2 separate regions of the Capra hircus genome follow, and region 1 is linked to region 2. A link is a contact called in public Hi-C data. All regions are on one chromosome and are shown on one strand. The core of a region is the stretch at or near the end of the contact, and the rest is flanking DNA. Distances in the headings are between cores, read along the strand shown. Region 1 holds the start of MAPKAPK3 (MAP kinase-activated protein kinase 3). Region 2 overlaps DOCK3 (dedicator of cytokinesis protein 3).

What was found. A called contact is a pair of places that touch in the nucleus more often than the background predicts.
Region 1: a Hi-C map of blood shows a contact between it and region 2, with 15 times the contacts expected there. The contact joins the promoter of MAPKAPK3 here to the enhancer-like site in region 2. A contact is called at or near these places in 2 of 5 Hi-C or Micro-C datasets (both in blood).

Annotation. Positions count from the first base shown.
Region 1 is chr22:49,815,488-49,821,822 of ARS1.2, forward strand. It overlaps MAPKAPK3 (MAP kinase-activated protein kinase 3), which reads right to left and starts at 1,652. Exons shown (of 11, transcript XM_018038232.1): 1 at 1,470-1,652; 2 at 933-1,208. The coding sequence starts at 1,157.
Region 2 is chr22:49,470,251-49,475,842 of ARS1.2, forward strand. DOCK3 (dedicator of cytokinesis protein 3) reads right to left here. Exons shown (of 54, transcript XM_018038222.1): 50 at 3,815-3,933; 51 at 2,563-2,650. Among named protein-coding and RNA genes, the nearest start is that of MANF, 9.6 kb to the left of the region's middle. Within about 2 kb of position 4,166, at least 1 of the 5 cell types and tissues checked has an H3K27ac peak or open chromatin away from gene starts, as enhancers often do.

The DNA of each region.
Region 1 (6,335 bases), core at 402-2,901, 340 kb after region 2:
ACTCGTAACTGCAAGGTCTGTAAAATGAGAAGATCCTCAGCTGTATTCTAACCTCCAGGAGCCACTCTCCTTGCCATGCTCTACCTATCCAAGGGGTCACTGGCAGAGGCTGCAACTAAGTGAAGTTCCCAGCGAGGACACCAAGGGATTCGAGGAATGGGGCACGGTCCTGGGTTCAAAACTGTATGACCTAAGCCAGAACTACATAGCTCGGTCAGCCACCCTCAAGACTCCCGGGACTCCAACTGTATCAGTGAGGTCTTAACCAGGCCCACAGAGAGTCTATGGTGTGACGTGGCTAGATGGCTGGCCCGCCCTCTGCCCAGGAAACAGGGTGGATCAGGTCGGAGACAGGGCCTACCCCTTTCAACATGGGTCTGGTTGACTCATCTGGAGCCCATGAGTAGCTCCCTGCCCACAGGGGCAATGGGTGTCAGGCTTGCCCACCAGTCAGCCCTGGGAGACTGTCACCACTCCAGCCTAGGCAGGCAGGGACCTCAGGAGAGCCCCACCCCAAGCTTTTGTGGGGACTCAGCCTCAGGCAGAAAGTAAGTGAAACCCATTCCAGTCAGAAGAGTTTCTCATAGAAGAAGCAGCCAAGCTGAATGCAGGTCCCCCTCAGGCCCAAACTCACAGGACCAGCCAGAAACCCAGAGTCAGGAGTTACTCCCTCCTTGCTTCCGGGTACAGCAAGCTATACCCACAGCTGACTACACCCCTTGCTCCCTGGGACATTCTGAGCTTAGCTAAGCTAAGCTTCAGTTTCCCCATCTGTGAAGCAAGAGGGACCAGAAGCCCAACTTTACACACAAGTAAGAGGAGGAAACGGTAATGCTTAGCCTAAGAAGCTTAACAGAGGCCCTAGGCACAGCCCGCATCCACAGGTCGCTGCTGTTGGGCTCCCGCCCATGCGGGAGCGCGGGGTCACTGACCTTCAGGGCACACTTCTGCCCAGTGCGCCGGTGGAAGCACTCCAGCACCTTGCCGTTCACACCCAAGCCCAGCACCTGCTTGGACAACTGGTAGTCATCGGTCACTGCGTACTTCTTGGGCTCCCGCCGCCCCCCGAGGGCGGGAGCGCCGGCGCAACAAGGTCCGCAGGGTGCACCTGACGGGGGCGCAGGGCCCCCCTGCTCCTCTGCTGTCTCCACGTCCATGGCCCCGCGGGGCGCTCAGAGGCGGCCCCAGCCTGGCGCGTCCGGGGCCACCTGGGAAAGAGACGAAGAGTGAGTTCCGCTCAGATTCCTTCAGTACACTCCAGCCATGGACGCCCTAAGCCGGACCGGGCTTCGGGCCGGGGACTGGGCTGGGAATGAGCAACGAGTTGCTGGAGAGGACGGACCCGCGGCAGGGGGCGGTGGTCACGCAAGCGGAGCACCAGGCGAGTCGTGCCCCGGCCACCAGTCAGGAGGGGAAAGCGCCGCGAGGTCCCGGGATTGGGAGGTGGTGGGGGCCCTGTGAGGGCGTACCTGACGAGGGCGGACCTGACGGCAGCTCACGGGGCTGTGGTTGCCGGTAAGGGGCAGGGACAGGGGTCGCCAGAGGCCGCGGCCCAGAGCTCCCAGAGCCGAGAGTCGCGCCGCCGCCTGCCCACGTGACCGCTCCCTCCCCCCGCGCGTCCCCGACTACAAGCCGGGCTGGGTCAGTCTTAAAGGGCCAGGCTGGCCCAGGCAGGACGGGGCGGGGCCGGACCCGCCTAGAGCGGCAGCAGAAATAGGGGGCGTGGCTTCCAGAGGGGGCGGAAACCTCCCAGGCTCCGCCCGCCGCTGGGGAAACCCAGCGCTAGAGCAGCCGGCTACACGGTGGGCTGTGCGAGCAGCCAATTGTACAAGCCACCAAGGAAGTGGCAGCACAGAAAATCTTCTCTTGCAGCCCCAGGTAGCCCCTGGAATCGGGTGTTTTCTCTGGAAGATCCCAAAAGGCCCTCCGGTACAATGTGTAAGGTTTCCAACTTAGTGGTGGCCCACTGCCAGTCTATCTAAAGTCTTAATTTTTATCAACAGGGAGAATGAAATGGAATTTTGTTGAGATTCGCATCTCTCTGGTTCCTGGTTGCTCTTGGGATCTTTCTAGCACTGGCATCTCTCCACTTCTGTGCATCTCTTGTTCTTGGAAAACAGCATCCTAAGACTAGAAATCCTAAATTCCTATTTGGTCATATCCATCAACTTTTCACCTTATGACTTGAGCTTTTGGTGTCATGTTTAAGAAATCTCCTCCTTCCACCCTAGTGCCAGATATTCTTTATTAGCTAAAAGGTTTTCCCTTATACTGTGAGCCCACCTTAGATTGTGTGCTTAGTTGCTTGATCGTGTCCAACTCTTTGAGACCCCATGGACTGCAGCCTGCCAGGCTCCTCTGTCCATGGGGATTCTCCAGGCAAGAATACTGGAGTGGGTTGCCCTCCTCCAGGGGATCTTCCCAGCCCAGGGATCGAACCCGGGTCTCCTGCAATGCAGGTGGATTCTTTACTGTCCAAGCCACCGGGGAAGCCCCCATCTTAGATTATCTTACATATTTTGAACTCGTTTTCCCATCACAGACTGTTCAGTTCAGTTCAGTTCAGTTCAGTGGCTCAGTCGTGTCCGACTCTTTGCAACCCCATGAATTGCAGCATGCCAGGCCTCCCTGTCCATCACCAACTCCCAGAGTTCACTCAGATTCACGTCCATCAAGTCAGTGATGCCATCCAGCCATCTCATCCTCAGTCGTCCCCTTCTCCTCCTGCCCCCAATTCCTCCCAGCATCAAAGTCTTTTCCAATGAGTCAACTCTTTGCATGAGGTGGCCAAAGTACTGGAGTTTCAGCTTCAGCATCATTCCTTCCAAAGAAATCCCAGGACTGATCTCCTTCAGAATGGACTGGTTGGATCTCCTTGCAGTCCAAGGGACCCTCAAGAGTCTTCTCCACCATCACACTTCAAAAGCATCAATTCTTCAGTGCTCAGCTTTCTTCACAGTCCAACTCTCACATCCATACATGACCACTGGAAAAACCATAGCCTTGACTAGACCGACCTTAGTCGGCAAAGTAATGTCTCTGCTTTTGAATGTGCTATCTAGGTTGGTCATAACTTTTCTTCCAAGGAGTAAGCGTCTTTTAATTTCATGGCTATAGTCACCATCTGCAGTGATTTTGGAGCTGAAAACAATAAAGTCTGACACTGTTTCTACTGTTTCCCCATCTATTTGCCATGAAGTGATGGGACCAGATGCCATGATCTTCGTTTTCTGAATGTTGAGCTTTAAGCCAGCTTTTTCACTCTCCTCTTTCACTTTCATCAAGAGGCTTTTCAGTTCTTCTTCACTTTCTGCCATAAGGGTGGTGTCATCTGCATATCTGAGGCTATTGATATTTCTCCCGGAAATCTTGATTCCAGCTTGTGTTTCTTCCAGCCCAGTGTTTCTCATGATGTACTCTGCATAGAAGTTAAATAAGCAGGGTGACAATATACAGCCTTGACGTACTCCTTTTCCTATTTGGAACCAGTCTGTTGTTCCATGTCCAGTTCTAACTGTTGCTTCCTGACCTGCATACAGATTTCTCAAGAGGCAGGTCAGGTGGTCTGGTATTCCCATCTCTTTCAGAATTGTCCACAGTTTATTGTGATCCACACAATCAAAGGCTTTGGCATAGTCAATAATGCAGAAATAGATGTTTTTCTGGAACTCTCTTGCTTTTTCGATGATCCAGCAGATGTTGGCAATTTGATCTCTGGTTCCTCTGCCTTTTCTAAATCCAGCTTGAACATCAGAAAGTTCACGGTTCACGTATTGCTGAAGCCTGGGTTGGAGAATTTTGAGCATTACTTTACTAGTGTGTGAGATGAGTGCAATTGTGTGGTAGTTTGAGCATTCTTTGGCATTGCCTTTCTTTGCGATTGGAATGAAAACTGACCTTTTCCAGTCCTGTGGCCACTGCTGACTTTTCCAAGTTCGCTGGCATATTGAGTGCAGCACTTTCATAGCATCATCTTTCAGAATTTGAAATAGCTCAACTGGAATTCCATCACCTCCACTAGCTTTGTTCGTAGTGATGCTTTCTAAGGCCCACTTGACTTCCCAGTCCAGGATGTCTGGCTCTAGGTGAGTGATAACACCATCATGATTATCCGGGTCGTGAAGATCTTTTTTGTACAGTTCTTCTGTGTATTCTTGCCACCTCTTCTTAATATCTTCTGCTTCTGTTAGGTCCATACCATTTCTGTCCTTTATTGAGCCCATCTTTGCATGAAATATTCCCTTGGTATCTCTAATTTTCTTGAAGAGATCTCTAGTCTTTCCCATTCTATTGTTTTCCTCTATTTCTTTGCATTGATCACTGAAGAAGGCTTTCTTATCTCTTCTTGCTATTCTTTGGAACTCTGCATTCAGGTGCTTATATCTTTCCTTTTCTCCTTTGCTTTTTGCTTCTCTTCTTTTCACAGCTATTTGTAAGGCCTCCCCAGACAGCCATTTTGCTTTTTTGCATTTCTTTTCTATGGGAATGGTCTCGATCCCTGTCTCCCATACAATGTCACAAACCTCATTCCATAGTTCATCAGGCAATCTATCTATCAGATCTAGGCCCTTAAATCTGTTTCTCACTTCCACTGTATAATCATAAGGGATTTGATTTAGGTCATACCTGAATGGTCTAGCGGTTTTCCCTACTTTCTTCAATTTAAGCCTGAATTTGGTAATAAGGAATTCATGATCTGAGCCACAGTCAGCTCCTGGTCTTGTTTTGCCTGTATAGGGCTTCTCCATCTTTGGCTGCAAAGAATATAATCAATCTGATTTCAGTGTTGACCATCTGGTGATGTCCGTGTGTAGAGTCTTCTCTTGTGTTGTTGGAAGAGGGTGTTTGCTATGACCAGTGCATTTTCTTGGCAAAACTGTATTAGTCTTTGCCCTGCTTCATTCCGCATTCCAAGGCCAAATTTGCCTGTTACTCCAGGTGTTTCTTGACTTCCTACTTTTGCATTCCAGTCCCCTATAATGAAAAGGACATGTTTTGGGGGTGTTAGTTCTAAAAAGTCTTGTAGGTCTTCATAGAACCGTTCAACTTCAGCTTCTTCAGCGTTACTGGTTGGGGCATAGACTGGGATTACCGTGATATTCAATGGTTTGCCTTGGAGACGAACAGAGATCATTCTGTCGTTTTTGAGATTGCATCCAAGTACTGCATTTCAGACTCTTTTGTTGACCATGATGGCTACTCCATTTCTTCTGAGGGATTCCTGCCCACAGTAGTAGATATAATGGTCATCTGAGTTAAATTCACCCATTCCAGTCCATTTTAGTTCACTGATTCCTAGAATGTCAACGTTCACTCTTGCCATCTCTTGTTTGACCACTTTCAGTTTGCCTTGATTCAAGGACCTGACGTTCTAGGTTCCTATGCAATATTGCTCTTTACAGCATCGGGCCTTGCTTCTACCACCAGTCACATCCACAGCTGGGTATTGTTTTTGCTTTGGCTCCATCCCTTCATTCTTTCTAGAGTTATTTCTCCACTGATCTCCAGTAGCATATTGAGCACCTACTGACCTGGGGAGTTCATCTTTCAGTGTCCTGTCTTTTTGCATTTTCATCCTGTTCATGGGGTTCTCACGGCAAGAATACTGAAGTGGTTTGCCATTCCCTTCTCCAGTGGACCACATTCTGTCAGACCTGTCCACCATGACCCACCCGTCTTGGGTTGCCCCGCGGGCATGGCTTAGTTTCATTGAGTTAGACAAAGCTGTGGTCCTAGTGTGATTAGATTGACTAGTTTTCTGTGAGTATGGTTTCAGTGTGTCTGCCCTCTGATGCCCTCTTGCAACACCTACCATCTTACTTGGGTTTCTCTTACCAGACCGTTAACTCTTCAAAAATAAGGAAACTGAGGGCCCATAAGAGGAAACAACTAGAGCTTCAGGGTGTGTGGCTGTCTCCTTGAACAAGCCTGCACTGCTCCTGCCCTTCTCTCTCACCCCACAACCCAGAAGGAGGTGGCTCACTTGGAACAGAGAAGGGTGGGTTGAATTGGGGCAGGATCTCTCTGTGGGCCTCTGCTGCCATCTACAGGCCCCTGGCAGGACCTGTCCCACTGTGCCCTCCCACCAAAAGTATCTCCTCTGTATACCCAAGTATCCAGAAGTATCTTTGGGCCTGCATGTTTTAATTTCATGGCTGCAGTCACCATCAACAGTGATTTTGGAGCCCAAGAAAATAAAATCTGCCACTGTTTCTATTTCCCCCCATCTATTTGTCATGAAGTAATGGGACCGGATATCATGATCTTAGTTTTTTGAATGTTGAGTTTAAAGCCAGCTTTTTAATCATTACTACAAACAAGGCTAGTGGAGGTGA
Region 2 (5,592 bases), core at 2,916-5,415:
TCTCATGGACTGGCTGACAGCGGTGGGGGTGGAGGGGGGAGGCGGCAGTGACTGGGTGGACAGGCATTCGTTCTGACTCTGGTGAGTGCCAGATGGATTCCACCGGAAAGCCTTCCCCGGAGAGCCTGAACCACCCTGAGACCAGGACAGGCCTACTCTCATACAAGCTCTCCCCAAGATGTGGCAGGAGCTTCCCGGTCCTCAGCACTAAGGCACCCTCTCCGGAAAAGGAAAAGTTCCATCTCCACAGAAAGCCATCACACCTCGAGGAGTAAGAAGCTTGGAGGCAGGTCTGGGCAGCTTCCCCAAAGGGGCTCTGACAGCCTGAATTCTCATATGCACATCCTGGCCCTAGAAGAACAGCAGGACTGCACAAATTCACCCACAAGAGCTCAAAGGAAACCGGGCAGGAATGCTAGAGGGGAAGAAAGCTGGCAAGGCTGCAGTGGTTTACGAAAGGCACCTGCCAGAGCCACTCCACGTCGACCAGAAATCATCCAGCCTGCCCTCGGCCTCCTGTTGACCAGTGAGGCCAGTGAACCTCTGCCATACAGCACCAGGGCTTCCTGGGTGGCTCAGTGGTAAAGAACCTGCCTGCCAATGCAGGAGATGCATGGTTCGATCCCTGGGTCGCGAAGATCCCCTGGAGAAGGAAACGCAACCCACTCCAGTATTCTCGCCTGAAAAATCCTGTGGACAGAGGAGCCTGGTGGGCTAGTCCGTGGGGCTGCAGACGTGAGAGCACGCGTGAACACACACCAGCGCACGGGCTGGTGGAGAATCTCAGATGCTGCACCTATCCTAGGAGAAGAGCGCAGATGCCGCCTGTGTCCTGGCCTTTTCTCTCTCTGCTGTGGACCACCACCAGTCTGAGGTCCCCTGTGCACAGCAGCCTCGAGGGTCAACTGGCCTGGTCTGGGAGTCACTGCCTGGGAAAGAGAGATCCGTAAAATGAGACGTGGAGCCATCAGGGGACTCGAGATCCCGACGATGAGAGAATGGTGACAAGAGCACACAGCTCCTGCTCTGGAGGAGCAGCAGAGACCTGGGCAGTTATGACTGTGGCACTGGGTCCCCCAAGGCAAATGTCTAGCTCTCTGCCCACTAAGCTCTGGCCCTGTGGCTCAAATGGGCTTGCTCTGGGCTCAGCCTTTGCTTTGAGACAACCCTCTTTGCTCCCCACACTTGGCGGGTGGGCGTATCCAGCTCCTTGCTGCAGCTTGGTCTGAAGCCTGAAGCTCTTCTGGGTCTGGCGGGCGTCAGGTCTTGGTCTGGCTGCCAGCACCCACTTGAGCTCTGAGCCCGTCTCTGCTCTCAGCTAGATCTGCGACTGCTCCACAACTCCGGCAAAGAGAAGCCGCTGTGGTTCCCAGCCCTCAAGGCCACAGGAGCACTCGGTTTGGGGGCACAAGTGCAGGGGTCCAGGAAAGCCACGTGTTTTGGGGATGTGCAACTCTGAGGCTAGGAAGGCGTCTTCAGCCAGAATCTTATCTCCATGCCCACTGTGGTCGAGCACCAGGTGCTGAGGCCTCCCAGGCACTGAGGTTGTGGAATGCGGGTGTGTTCTCAAATACGACGCGGAGGTGCGTCCTCCATGCTGAGCAGAGGAGGAGCAGTGACAGTGGGGACAGCAGACGGCACGTGGTGAGGAGGTGTGATGACATGACAATGGCTTTGGAGGGACACGTCCTGATGGGCCAACAGGTTGCAATGCTAGGGACCAAGAGTGCCCTAAACTTGCCAGGTGGAGGAGAGGGGAACCTGCAGGGAGTGGGGCGGATAGGCTCAGCCCGGTTGTGTGTGGCAGGTGGGCTGGGCATAGGCCCCACACGGGCACTGTCCTGTGTTAAACGGAACTCAGGTCTCCATGTCTGGGACTTTGGGCTGGGGTTATATGGGCCCAAGTCTGGTTCTTCCATCAGTTGGCTGGAGCAGAACGTAGAGTAGAACTCCACTCTCTGTAACCAGCCTCTGTTCTAAGTACTGCCTGGTTTCATGGTACAGCTGATGGACTTGCAGCGTGGAAAAAGGATGCTCAGCTATTGCGGGCCTGGGTGGCTACAGGAGGACTGAAGTCCCACAGGGTGCCTGGGACTGTCTCTGGGAAATTCACTTTGCCATGACCTGTCCCTTCTCATTATTCTTGTGGATGTGCTTGGCCACAGGCCTCCTCTGAACAACAAGGAGAGGTCCCTGTGGGCCTGAGTGGAGAGGGACCAAATCCACAGGGCCTGCTGAATTCTGGGGCTGGTGGGGAGGCGCCCTGGGGAGTGGGTGCCCACTGAGTTTCCATGAAGGTGAGCTCAGGGCAGGTGACAGCTGGGGCGTCTCAGAGGGTGGGTCCTGGGGAGCCGGAGATACAAACAATATCTAGACCTCAGCATCAAGCCAAACATGGGTTAAGTAATGAACAGAGGAACTGGTCAGGACTCTGGACAGACAGAATGGCCTGAGTGTTAAAAGCATGGCTCAGCCTTGGCCAGCTGGTGCTCAGGGACAAGAGTCAGATGCTCAGGATGGGGACAGACAGGAGAGGAGGCCACCTGGGAAGAAGAATCGTACCTTTTTCGGCCACAGACAGATTGGGATCACTGCAGGGTTTGCAGGGTCCAACCACTTGCTGGAACAAGGCCCGCTGGAAGTTTGGCAGCTGAGGGAAGGAGAAAAGTATCAACTGACAACAATCAGTTACATCTTGGGGGCGTCATGGGCCCCAGGAGCCAGGGCATTCTAGGACTAGACCAGGACAATCAAAGCAGTGGGACAGCTCATGCTTGAGATGCGCTGCAAATGTCAGGCTGGTTGGAAAACTGTCCATGCTGTCTGGCTCCGAGTCCTGCCCTGTGCAACTGTGCAATGTCTGGGGCTCCCCCACCGCCCCCGGGCCTGGCTGGGCTCCAGGCTGTCCTGCACATGGCCAACAAGGAGGACACAAGCTCCTGAGGGCATCTAACTGCATCCTTCTGTCCTGCCAAGAGACCCACGGGTAGGAAGGATATGGGGACCCCTTGCACCCCTGAGACTGGCAGGTTTGGCCTCCTGGAGACGCCCCGTGCGCACAGGCCCGTGTGAGGGGAAGGGCAGCACTCAGGCCTGAGGTCACAGACATGACCCGCTGTTCCATGGGTAGCTGCCAGGCAGACCTGTTCTTTCCACCTGGCAGGGCTGCCCAGGCACAGGGAGCTGAGAAGGTCCTGGCACTCTGGGACTGGGTAACAGTCACTGGAGGTGACTCTCATGGCCCCTGAGAGAAGGGCAGGGCAGACTGGATGGGGGAAGGAGCTAGTCACTGCAGCTTCTTGTTCAAGGCCCCATACGGGACATCTGCAGAGCTCTGCAAATGGTGTGGGGAGGGTCCTGACGGGAAGAGAGGGGCTTTGGGCGGACGGATGGACAAACAGATGGACGGATGAATGGAAGAGGCAGAGCTTGCCCCTGTGGGGATGTCCTTCATGCACACACGGAGGAAGGCCAGTCTCTAGACCCATGTCTGCCACTGCCTTCTCTGGACAGAAAAGAACCAGTTTTCTCTGCCAGGTTGTGTTTTAGATGAGGAGTTCAGGACGCTGGCCAGAAGAACAGACAGCCACAGACAGTGGTGGGTCCAACCCCACTGCCACTCTACCCATAGCTGTACTCCATCTGGACTGAGCACAGATGCTGGTCTCCACATTCACTGCTGCTCCCATCCAGGAGGGTCTTCACGGCAGTGTGAGGGAGGCATGGGCAATGCAGAAAGCCCAGCAAGTGCAATGAGGGGAGCTCAGGCCAGCACAGTTGCAGCAAAGGGCAGTCAGCAGGCTGGCTCCGTTACCTGTCCATTCTCCATGATGGCTGCTGGATACATGGCGCTGCTTGGGCGGTCCCGGTGTGTGGGCAGCAGCAGCATCATTTCCCGGGCGTGGCGGTACTTATCTGGCAGAGAGGGAGAGCCTGTAACCAAGTGAGAACAATCACGCACAGATGACACGCCACAGATGGAGGGCCCAGAGGGCATGCATCCCAGGGAGCCAGTGACCCAGGGTCGGTGTCCCCTTGCAGCTGGGGTGAGGATGCGCTCGGCAAGCACAGGAGGAATGAAGTGGAGCCTGGTGGTTGGGTGGTGGTGGTGGTGAGGGGGCTGCACTGGGCATCCCAGCCGAGGCAGGCACACTGCAGACTGGGGTGATGTGGACTCGCTGACGCGGCCCCGTCCCTGCTCAGGGGCAGATCATGAGGAGAGCTGGGAGTTGGAGTTGGGGCCCTAGGAGTCCTGCGTCTCCGGCACTCAGGGGAAATGGGGGTGGCCTGGGTGCTGGGCTCTCTCGGGGCCCAGGCATGGGCCCAGGCTAGCTTGCAATGGAGCCATCACACAGAAACACACACACTCAGGTAACAGAAAGGCACAGTTCTTACTGGACATAGTTTCCACACACTTACCTTCTCCAGACACCACTGGCCCTGTCTCAGCTGGCCCCTTCCACCTTTCCCCAGATTCCAGGCCTCCTGTGCCTGGCCTCTGCCTTCCTGGCCATCATACTGCAGACTCAGCCCAAGCGGCTCAGGGCCCAGGGCCCTGCACACAGGGGGCTCTCCAGGGTTCCTCACTCTGAGACTTGCCCTACAGTGAACTCGGGAGTCATGGAGCTACTCTGGGACTTGTGGGACCTTAACCCAGGCTCCTAAGTTGACTTGGTTCATGCTCTATGGAAGTGAGTCTGAGTGAACTCCGGGAGATGGTGATGGACAGGGAGGCCTGGCGTGCTGTGATTCATGGGGTCGCAAAGAGTCAGACACGACTGAGCGACTGAACTGAACTGAACTGGACAGGACTGAGGGGCTGTTACGGAAGCCAGATGTGGTGTGGCTTAGTCCCCATCGATGCAGGCCATGGTTACACGCCCAGTAACCTGTCAACTGGTGGTCCTCAAAGGGACCTTCCACAGAAGTGTTGAGAAAAAACTTGCAGGCTTCCCTTAGGAATATATAATTTAGAAGGCCCTCCAAATGTGCATCACTTATTGTTCCAGACAGCGGCATGTCCATGTCAAACTAGTGGGGTCTTCCGGATCCCTTGTGGGAAGGTCACCTGGACCCCAGTGCTGTCGACTTGTCCACTGGAAGCCTGGCAGCCTCTGGCTGGTTCAAGTGGGTGAACTCCCCCTGTGATCTGAGAGGTGAACCTGCAGCTCTACAGGCTTTGTGTGGGCCTTCCTGTCGGGGTGCCCTCTAGGCACTGTCAGGGCACAACTAAAAAGGTGGCCAGGAATTCTTGAGAAATGCCTTTTAAATACTCATTTTAGTCCCAAAGATGAGGCTTAAGTATGTTGAAGAAGTCAGCATACTAAAAACCAATAATGCAGCTATTATTAACGTAAACTTCCTCCATAGCTGGTCTGAGTGATACTGTTTGTAGAGCCTCAGAACTGGCTTTAAGGCCTGGTTTTAAAAACTATCCTTCATTGATAAGGGAATGAGTAAACTATGCTTTATTTAAAAAAAAGAAAAAAAGAAACTAGGCCTGAATTTCTACTATTTGGTGATTTTTCTCCCCTATCAATATTTTTTTTCAGAACTTGTGCTCTGAGGCAATCTCAAAAAGATGGCTGTGTA